Regions from separate parts of the Mus musculus genome. Here region 1 is linked to region 2. Evidence: chromatin contacts called from public HiChIP or PLAC-seq data. All regions are on one chromosome and are shown on one strand. The core of a region is the stretch at or near the end of the contact, and the rest is flanking DNA. Distances in the headings are between cores, read along the strand shown.

Region 1 (5,697 bases), core at 835-3,334, 68 kb before region 2:
TGGGTGGGTGTTGGTTTTTCCAGACAGGGTTTCTCTGTGTAGCCCTGGCTGTCCTGGAACTCACTTTGTAGACCAGGCTGGCCTTGAACTCAGAAATCTGCCTACCTCTGCCTCCCAAGTGCTGGGATTAAAGGCGTGTGCCACCCATTGCCCGGCTAAATCTTAAATCCTTAAAAGAACAGGTAGAGTATCAGGATGATTGTTCTGAGTTGGAGGCTAGTCTGGGCTACAGAGTATAACTCACAGGAAAAAAAAATGGGGGTCGGACTGCACTGGGAGTATAGCTAGAATCCCAAAGCCCTGACCTCGATACCTAGGACCCTGTAGAACCGAACATTGTAGCTCATCTTTGCCTGTAATTCCAGTGTATAGAAGTTCATTTCAAAACCAAAACAGAAGATAATATTATCTTAATTGGTGTTTCTAGTATGCTAGAAAAATGGCCTTTCAACAAAATGTAAAACTATACATCTGGAAAACTAGATCTGCTTCAGGCTGGGTATAGTGAGTCGTGCTTTTAATCCCAGCACCACCCAGCACACCCAGGCCGAGGCAAGCCTGGTCTACATAGGGCAGCTAGGGCTATGCAGAAAAAACAGGTCTCAAAAAGCAAACGAAACCCAAAACAAAAAAGTAGATGGAGTTTTGGTTCTACTCCTGGCTTTGGCGTTCAGTGATTATGAAATGCAGACAGGATACTCATGGCGTATTTTAATCTCGGCCCTGGGCTGTCAAACAAAGCCGCCGGTAGCACATTTCTATAAAATGAACACAGTTCTATAAAATGGACCCGGGAGAGATACTCCTAATCCCAAGCACCCCCATGTGTGTATACGATGTGATGGGTGTATGGCGGTGTGATGGGTGTATGGCGGTGTGATGGGTGTATGGCGTTGTTCTTTTGTCTCTCTGCCTCTTTAAATCTCTCCTGGCATATTTCCCCTGCTTGGCCTCCCTGTCCTCACATCCCCAGGTGTCCTCACATCCCCAGGTGAATTTCCTGGTTAGCAGGAGTCTGTTGAGCTGCCCTCCAGGCTGGATCTCTGAGGGTCAGAGCGAGCAGAGAACAGGGGAAAGCTGTTTGCACTTAGGAACCATTTTGGCTGTTCTAACCATTGCCTTTAATGGCCACTGCTGGCGGCGCTATAGCTGCTAGAGGGTCAGGGCAGCTGGTTCTCTCTCCTTGCTGGAGCTGGGCTTGGCCCTCCCGGCACTAAGAGTGCTTAGGTGTGGTGCCCTTTTACCTATAGGACATAACCACTACTCAGCCTGGCCTTGGTAGACCCGGGTTTATTGGAGCAGGGTCAATGTAGCAGAGATGGAGGAGTGGAAGACTTTCTTTCTCTGTCATTGTGAACACATTTATTTAGATTCAGCAATGACTGTCACCGCCCCTTCCACTCTACCTCCAGGTCTCCTTTAGAATACTGTCAGGGGCTTGCTGGACTTAGCTCCCACCAGGAGAAACCCCTGGGAAGTGTGAGTTGTGCTCCCACTCATCAGGAGCTCTAAGCCAGCTCAACCTTCCTCACGCTGGGACCTTTAATACAGGTCCTAAGGTTGTGCTGACCTCCAACCACAACATTATTTTTGTTGCTACTTCGTAGCTAGTTTTGCTACAGTTATGAACCGTAATGTTCTGTCCTGATATCAGCTCCTAGGCGACCCCTGTGAAAGGGTAGGTAAGTAAGTAGGGTCTGTGGATCCCCAAAGAGTTGTAAGCCACAGATTTAGAGCCACTGTAAGCCCTCAGCACACCAGCCTAACGCAGCCAACTCTGGGCCTCTCATAGGTGGGATGAGTAAGTTATCCAAAGGGGTTGTAATGTAAGCAAGGGAATTTAGGTTACAGGTCCCAGCAGTGCCCTGTGCGGTTTGGGCCTGAAAGGAATTAGGTAGCACCAGGCTCAGTGGAAAGCCAGGCTTAGAAGACAAAGGTCCTCTTCCAGGCTATCCCCTTGGGTTTTAATCAGGGCTGGGGGCTTTGCTGAGAAGGAAGTCTGGGAGGAGCCTAGAGTGGGTTCCCAGGATGGGGTGTGTATGCCCTAGAGGGTGAGGGAGGGCTGCTGGGATGTCTTTCTTTCATTGGTTGGGTAGACCTGCCCTCCTCCCCCTCCCGCTCCTGGAACATTCCAGACATTCCAGCCAATCTGCCTGCCATTGCTTTCTGGATATGGATTAACAAACATCCTTGCAGAGATTAGATTTCACTGCTACCACCCTGCTCCTGCCATACTGAATAGAAGGCCCCAAATCAGAGTTTGGACAGGCAAGTCTTGGCCTTTGACCTGGGATTGCACTAATGGGTTCTTTCAAACTAGGCTCCTGTTCTGGGGTTGCTGTATGCCTTGTTTCTTCCTAGGCAGGCTGCCTTCATCTCCCCTCTATCCAGAAGGACTTCCTGGGGGGAGGTGTCCGGGGCTGGGCACTGTTCATTTTCTCCCAGATTCTTCACCCATCTGAACATACTCGGTGTATCTATTTGGTTAGCAAAGGTGTTTTGTGAGAAACCCTTACCAGGGAGATCCAAAGCTGCCTTTTGGCCAGTCCTTGGATCTGGTACCTGGTGGAATGGGGTCTAAGGACTCAGCAATGGGCTTGTTGGCTTCCCGTGTGTGTCTGACACAGAGCACGCCTCACGCCGCTGGACCGGGTGTTGACTTTGTGGTTCTCCTGCCAGTACTGTGGGTGCTGGGATTACAGAGGGTCGACAGGCTTATCTATCCGTGCAGTCCTGGGACTTGAGCGCAGGACTTTGTGTCTGCTAGACAAATGCTGTACTCGTGGAGTTATGTCTGTCTGTCTTCCCCTCCTCTTCTATCACTGCAACGCCACCTTCCGACTGGCCTACTGTTCTATAGACTGGCCTGTGCGTGCATCAGTCCTGCTTTAGCCTGGAATCATGGCTCAAGCCTCCAGACTCAGCTGACTGTTTCCAATCCTCACTGTATCTACTCTAACTTTGTTAGGTCAAGTTCACAAACCACCAAGGTTTTCCTTCAAACAGATCCACCTTTCCTTTAGCTTTTTATTATTTCTTTTTCAAGATAGGATTTCTCTGTATAACCTTTGCTATCCTGGGACTCATTGTGTAAACCAGGCTGGCCTCGAACTCAGAGATCTGCCTGCCCCTGCCTCTTGAGTGCTGAGTTTGAGGAGGAAGAGGTTGGGTTTGGGTCAGGGGTGACATAGCTAAAGGAGCCGGGGACACCACTGCTCCACTCTTTTAGCTATGTCATTCCCAGATTTTCCCTGCTGTAGCTTGTCAACAAGGAGTTGTCGCTCTCAGAATTTCAGACTCAGTGGATCACAGAGACCCTTCTATTTTACACTAGACCCTGCTTTGGTAGGGACTGCCTAGGACAACTAAGGCCAACACACCCACTGTTAGGGCCTTGCATTCCTTTTTGCTTGCCCCACCCCACAGCTTGATGCCAGCTCTTCTGGTAGCCCACTGAGCATACGTGACTCAGCATTCTCTCACCTTGGGTACACTACACCGGTATTTTGCCTTCCTGTATGCCTGTGTGCCTTGTGCATGCAGTGCCTGTAGGGGCCAGAAGAGGGCATCTGATCCCCCTCATTATAGAAGGTTGTAACTCATCCTGGGCCTGGTGGCAATTAAATCCTGCTCCTCTAGAAGAGCTCCCAGTACTCTAAACCGCTGAGCCATCTCTCCAACGCCCTGGATCTCCGCCCTGGATCTCGTCTTTGAACTAAAGGTTTGTACGGGATCAAAGACACACAGAGATCTAAATGACAATTGACTAACCCATCAAGTCAATCTAAATGTCTTAAGCTCAGAGATTAAGGTATTGATTTGGGTGGTGAGCAGACTCTCTGGGTCACTCTGGACCTTAGCCTTGAACCTGCATTCCTCAAGGGAAATCAGTTTTTTCAGAGCCATTTGAAAGCTGGGATGGAGTAAGTATAGTATAGTCACCTGGGAGAAAAAAGGTGGTCCTGATGCTGCGCTGTGTGTTGATCACTCTGGAGAACTTTAGCCATTCATAGATGCATCTATTGTTACACTTTAAGAATTCACCCCAAGTCTTTCCTAAGCGCTTTACAAACACTATCTAATGCCACCTCCCACTTGTGAATGGGGTTTATCCTTGTTGTACAAAGCGGGGGGAGACCAGGTCTCAAAGAACTTAAGTAATCTTCTAATGTGCTAATAAGTGGTTTAGATCCCTAGTTGTGCCAAGGGCTTAACCACTGTACTATTATTATCTTATGCAATTGTTCGCATATATTGTTTCCCTTAATACGATGTGAGCGCCTGGGTCAGGCATTCCGCCACTTTTGTTCATTGCTGTGCCCCAGTCCTGCGAGCAAAGTACAGCTTGAAGTAGGTGCTAGTTAAAGAGGTGTTGGATTAATTAATAGTTACCGTCTTACTTGACTTTGGATTTGCTTTATTTTAAGTACGTATGTGTGGGTATGTAACCAGTGGGTCAGGTGCTGGAGATGAGCTGGGGTTCAAGCAGTTGTGAGCTGCCTCTCACATGGGCTCTAGGAGCGGGACTCCTGTCCTATAAGAGCCCCAAGCACCCTTTCTCTAGCTTCTTGGCTTTGTTTTGATGGAGAGAGAAGTATGGGACCGCTGTAGCAAGCATCAAAACAGTATGTTCGATCTTCTGCTGCCGTTACGCTGAGAACATCTGGTTCCGAGTTCCTCTCTGACGTCCTATTAGTGCTCGGGCTTATAGGGTGAAGCCTTGTTTGCTCGAAAGTCTGCATCCTTACTGGGTTGCTAGTCTGTGTTTCTTTGTTTTTTCCTGAGATGAGGTCTCACTGTTTATTCCGGCTGTCCTGTAATTAACTATGGAGATCAGGTTGGCCTGGAACTCAGAGATCTGCTTGTCTCTGCCTCTTAAGAGCTTGGATTAAAGGCAACTGCTCCCAGTTTAGGTTACTATTTTTAGGGCTGGGGATCTAGCTTGTGCCAGACCATGAATTCAGTCCCTAGCACTGGGGAGGAAGCCACCATCCTATGGTTTTGGTGAACTAACAAGCTGGGACAAGGATTAGAAACTGCCAGGTCATGGGCCCAAAGCATCTGGAATTGTCTAAATCATGTTTTGCCCTTTCTTTTCAGGAGTCGGAAAATACAGATCCGCAATATTCCACCTCAGCTCCGATGGGAAGTAAGTGTTTGGAGAAGTTAATGTACAGGTTTGGTGGAGACTGGTCATGGGACTCTGTCCGACTAAGTTGGTAGAAATAACCAGTCTCCCCTGGGTGTGAGATTAGTAGGGTCTGGGGCCAGAGCCAGTGCATCCCTGCAAACACTGATGATGGCATCAGCATGTAGGGCCCTAAGGGGTGGAGCTTCAGGCCGTCAAAATGTCTAGTTCCTGCTGGTGCCCAGAGCTTTGGGGTAAGGGGTGTTCAGGCCCCAGGATACTCAGACACCTTTTTTCTACCCCTCCAGGTGCTAGATAGCCTGCTGGCTCAGTACGGTACAGTGGAGAACTGTGAGCAAGGTAAGACGGACAAGGAGTTAAGTGGCTTCAGCACCAAGCGATCCTGTGATCAGATCCATTGGGAAGACACACTCCTGCGCATATGCTGGACTCTGGCTCCAGCATTCGTCCTACCGTGTAGAACCATGAAACTGGGCTACTGTGTGATGGGCAGTCTGGACACATTTTTCCTTCTCCTTGTCTTCAATGAGACAGGCTCTCACAGGGTA
Region 2 (4,976 bases), core at 2,006-4,505:
AGTGTCTGAAGATAGTTACAGTGCACTTACTTTTTTGTTTGTTTGGTTTTTTTTCAAGACAGGGTTTCTCTGTATAGCCCTGGCCTTGAACTCAGAAATCCGCCTGCCTCTGCCTCCCGAGTGCTGGGGTTAAAGGCGTGTGCCACCACACCTGGCTTTTTTTTTTTAAAGATTTATTTATTATTATATCTAAGTACACTGTAGCTATCTTCAGACACACCAGAAGAGGGCGTCAGATCTCATTACAGATGGCTGTGAGTCACCATGTGGTTGTTGGGATTTGAATTCAGGACCTTTGGAAGAGCAGTCGGTGCTCTTAACCACTGAGCCATCTCTCCAGCCCCCTACAGTGCACTTACATATAATAAAAAAATAAATAGGCATCCTTTTCCAAGTGACTGGGGCCCAGGAGGGCGAAGGAGCTTCCTGGCACACCTGTATGGTTTTTATAGTAACAGTAGGCTCCTTTGAGACAAAGTAGGCAGCTTCAGGGTGACACTTACCCAGCAGATGAGGAGAGAGCAGGTGGAGGGAGAGTAAACCTTTCCAAGTGATGAACTCCCAGGAGGGCATAGCAGTTTCCAAGAGCCAGAGAGACTGAGAGATGCCCTCACAGTGGAGATGAAGAGCAGGAGGGCAAGAAGTGGTTGAAGAGGCAGACCCCAGAATTTGGAGGCAAATATGGTGGGTGACAGAAGCCAGCAGAAACAAATGAACCATAGGTCCATATACACCTTACTGAAATAAAGTCAGCAGCTTGGTTCAGTTAGGAAGCCAGGCCCCTTGAAAAGGGGTTTATTTATGCCCCACTGAGAGGTTTCAGCATCGGATGTATAAAGTGAGGGCGTGGCCACCCCAAGGTATGGTTGAGGGCATGGTTTCTATTGTAGATGTGAGGGAGACTACAGTCAGAGGCATCTGGAAGAGTCTAGAGCATAGAGACTAAGTAGTTTAGTCGATTGAATGTGGCTAGCAGACTGAACTTGGCCATGGGAAGGCAGGGAGGGAAGCAACCCTCGGAGAGGAGCAGAAGAGAGGGGACGGAGAGGAGAAGACAAAGGAGAGCAATCAAGAGTGCACAGCTGACCTGTCTAGGAAAACAAGAAAGAAAGAAAGAAAGAAAGAAAGAAAGAAAGAAAGAAAGAAAGAAAGAAAGAAAGAGAGAGAGAAAGAGAGAGAGAAAGAGAGAGAGAGAAAGAAAGACAGACAGAAAGACAGAAAGAAAGAAAGAAAGAAAGAAAGAAAGAAAGAAAGAAAGAAAGAAAGAAAGAAAAGAAAGAGCGAGCACGCAGCTGAAATGGAAGGGTTTTAAGGGAAGGAGAAAGTGAGGAAGGGACCAGCATGGGCTGGGAACAGTTAGGGTAGGGAGTGGGGTGGGAAAAGCAGCCACAGGCAGTTGTGAAACTGAGGAAGTCTGCATGCAGGTCAGCATCCACTTTGGCATACTACTAAATACCACAAATAGTCTTGTCCTGACCTGACAGGCGCCATATCACTACCCAGAAAGCTGAATTCATATCCACCATGAAAAGAAAAGGGGCTCTCTGACGCCCACCAGCCCGTCTGGCTTCTGCTTCTCTCTCCCCAGCCCTCTCTCCGAGTGTTTACCCCCTCCCCCGCCTCTTTCTCTGTCTCTCTTTATCTCTTTTTCTGCTTCTACTTCATTCTCAACCCCCTTTCCATCCCCACCTCAAAAAAAAAGCAAAAAACAAAAAACAAAAAAAGAAAGAAAAAAAAGAAAGAAAGAAAAGAAAAGAAAAGGAAAGGAAAGGAAAGAAAAGAAAAGAAAAGAAAAGAAAAGAAAAGAGGGAGATCAGACTTATGATGGAGTTGGAAAAAATGGCTTTATTCTTTCTTTTGAGTTTCTTGTATATTCTATGGCAATCCTGTCAGGTGTACAGCGGGCAAAGATCCTCCCTCCCCCACGCTGCATTCTACGAGTTATATATTCATCTAACTGGTGTGTAACTAAGGGTGACCCTGGATTCTGATCCTCCTGCCTCAGTGACTATATCTTTCTTACCCGGTTGGATATTTAGGATTACTTTGTTTTTAGCCGTACTTCCTTTCTGGGACACGGCAAGGTATACTATGTGTAAGCAGACGATTGCACACCGTCCTCTGCATACCTGAAACTAGCCGCATGCACGCAGTTTGGCAGGATCAGAACAACAGTAGGATCCCATTCTCGTCTCAACGGAGAAGAGCCCCCCCCCCCCGAAAACCACCCCCAACACCTTTCGAAAAGGGTTTCACAAACACAAATGCGGAACGATTTCGAGTGAAATTCGCTTTTTTCCTACGTCCAAGCAAAAAGGCATTATGTGGTCCGATAGGTCATTGTAAGAGAGATTGGGCTACGGATGCGGCTTTGTTTTCCTGTCACGACAATTTGCGGTAGAGTGTTAGGGGAAAGGTAAGGACAAAGGCTGAATTTGAGGGAACTGAAATTTGAGCTGTAGAAGGGCCCGAGATGATAGGGAGAGCTAGGAGTGGACTACGAAACTGTGTTTCTTTCTAGGGTGGACAGAAAAGCTTGATGACCCGGGGAGGCTGAGAAAGAGAATTAATTTGGAAAGAAGCGCAGGGGCCGGGTTGCGGGTTGCAGGTTGCAGCGAGCGCCCAGGTTATCCAGGCCGTGCTAGGACACGCCTTGAAGCCCGGAGGACCGCTCTGGAGCGAGAGCAGATAGAGCGGAAAGCCATTTGCCCGGATGAGGAAAGCGGTGGCACGGGATCGTACTTTCTCCAGCTTCACCTAGTTCATCCTGAAGTTTGGGTAAAACCCTGAATCCTCTCTATCTCCCTCTAAAAGACCTGCCCACCAAAGAAATGGGGGTGAGCAGAGATGGCTTGCATTTTTAGCCCCGAACCCAAAGGACATAAAATACACCAAAGTGGGTTGAGACGCTGCTTACTGTCTGATTATCCCCAACTTGCCTAGATTTCTTCACCTGAAAATCAAGCCACAGAACTGTCGTCGGGGCTGTTATAGTTTATACAAGTAAATAAAGCGTTAGAACCTGACTGTAACTCTTCTAGTAGGAAAAGCCTGGGCGTTGGTCACCGGAGGGATCATGTACCGGGACATAGGCTCCTGGCGCCGCACAGCCACAGTGGACCAACTTAAATAGTGTCAAAACCGTTGGAACACATCCTGGACGCGAGGCAAGGTCCAGCGCCTGGGCGGGGGTTGTGCGAGGTAGGCGGGCGCGGTCCCTGGGACTCGCAGCTCATTCCTGCTCGCGTCCAGACCTGCGGTAGGCAGTCTGCAGAAGTGGCTGGAGCGAGCTGCGATGACTTCCAGGTAGTGAGTGTCCCTGGGCCGGAGGAACGTGGGCACGCGGAGTTGGGGAGGAACAGGTGTAACGGCGGCAGCCAGCAGTGCTCAGACAGCAGGCAGCCGGCTGGTGGAGCCCGGGGAGTCTTCGCGTGGGTGACAAGGATCTCCCGGCACAGTGCGTGCCTTCCTGGCTAGACATCCCGCTCCTCTCTCCCGTCTCAGACGCTGCGCCGGCTCAAACCCGGAACCGGTTTTCCCATGGGAAAATCCGACTTGGAGGTTGATCTCCAGGGGGTGGGGGGCAAGTCCGAGCGTGGGGTCGTGTCTTGGGGGTGCCGGGTGCGCTGAACGGGGATCAGGCGCCTACCTGACTGAGTCTGGTACCCAGCTGTAGGATGTGGGTTTAGGCAAGTGTAAGAGCCTGGATCCCTGAGTCCTTTCCAGAGAGTTTTATAGCAGCCCTCACAGAGCCAATGGGTTTCAGAAGGTTGCATCAGGAGTAAGAGGCTCAGCTGTACCTCAATGCACCGCACAACACCGTGGAACGCTGAAGAGGCTGAACTTAGGCGTGTTCGATTAAGTTTTACAAAACACTCAGAAGGATCAGAAACGAGTTGTGTGAGTTAGAAATCATTTTGGTGTGTTACACACACCTCCTCAAAGTTTCTCTCTCTCTCTCTCTCTCTCTCTCTCTCTCTCTCTCTCTCTCTCTCTCTCTCTTTCTCTCTCTTTTTTCAAAAGCAAATGCAGTTAAAGGGAGGGGCATGTAGCTCTGATGGTGAAGTGCTTGCCTGACACTCAGAGGCCAGTCACTACTACTAAACTACCTGGAAGGCAGAGGGCCACAATTCTGAGGCCAGATGGACATCCGATCTGATCTCAAAACTTTCAAAGGGGCTGAGGAAGTTCCTCAGTGGTATACGGTTTGCAGACTCTGCACCAGGACCAGGTTTGGGGGGGGGGGGGTTGTTTGTTTGTTTTTAAAGCACACATTTGTTCCACAAAGGATTTAGGGAGAGAGTGGAGGAAGGCAGATATTGGGAGTCTGCTGTGCATTGCTAAGGAAGGGCTTCAGGAATCCCAGAGTCCTTCAATATTCTTTCTAGCTTCCTGCTTCCTGCATGTGGGAGGAGATAGGAGCTGGGACTTCTGTTTCATAGACTCAGTCAACTTGAATGATGCTAATGAACACAAGGCTGGCACATTTTGGGCCAGACTTTGTTTTTCCTTCACTTATAAAGAGCTAGAATTGTACCCTTAGATCTACGATTTTCATCTCTGAAGTCTGCTATTTTCCTGTTTTGACTATACAGTGCTGGCCAGTGTGGCCTTGGGGAAACATCTCTTCCAACTTCTGACTTTCTATTTCTGAAATGGGACAGTTTCCCTCAAAAACAAACAAACAAATAAACAAACAAAACCCACACAAAACCAACCAAACAAACAAACAAAGCCAAACACTTCCCCAAATAAAACAAAAACCCAAGAAGAGATTAGTGTCCTCTAAACAAAACTGACTATATATTAATTATTCCACTCATTTCAAAAGCCAGTGTGATGGCTCATGTCTGTCCACTCTTCAAGGTCATCTTTTGCTACATTGTGAGTTTGAAGCCAGCCTGGGCTACATGAGACCTTGGCTCCAAAGGTGGAAAAAAACGTTCAATTCATTTTATACGCCAGGAGCACCTAGG

What was found. HiChIP or PLAC-seq counts read pairs in DNA pulled down with a chosen protein or histone mark.
Region 1: an H3K27ac HiChIP or PLAC-seq map of embryonic stem cells shows a contact between it and region 2, with 17 read pairs. The contact joins the enhancer-like site here to the promoter of B4galnt2 in region 2. A contact is called at or near these places in 1 of 39 promoter capture datasets (embryonic stem cells), 4 of 115 datasets of contacts at active chromatin or transcription factors (embryonic stem cells and extraembryonic endoderm stem cells) and 3 of 9 other capture datasets (adipose tissue, liver and pancreatic islet).

The regions. Positions count from the first base shown.
Region 1 is chr11:95,979,073-95,984,769 of GRCm38.p6, reverse strand. It overlaps Igf2bp1 (insulin-like growth factor 2 mRNA binding protein 1), which reads left to right. Exons shown (of 15, transcript NM_009951.4): 3 at 5,101-5,149; 4 at 5,437-5,488. Among named protein-coding and RNA genes, the nearest start is that of Mir3063, 19 kb to the right of the region's middle. Within about 2 kb of position 2,084, at least 105 of the 459 cell types and tissues checked have an H3K27ac peak or open chromatin away from gene starts, as enhancers often do. A contact at or near this core is called in embryonic stem cells and extraembryonic endoderm stem cells, where this site is marked.
Region 2 is chr11:95,913,150-95,918,125 of GRCm38.p6, reverse strand. It overlaps B4galnt2 (beta-1,4-N-acetyl-galactosaminyl transferase 2), which reads left to right and starts at 3,255. Exons shown (of 11, transcript NM_008081.3): 1 at 3,255-3,306. The coding sequence starts at 3,296.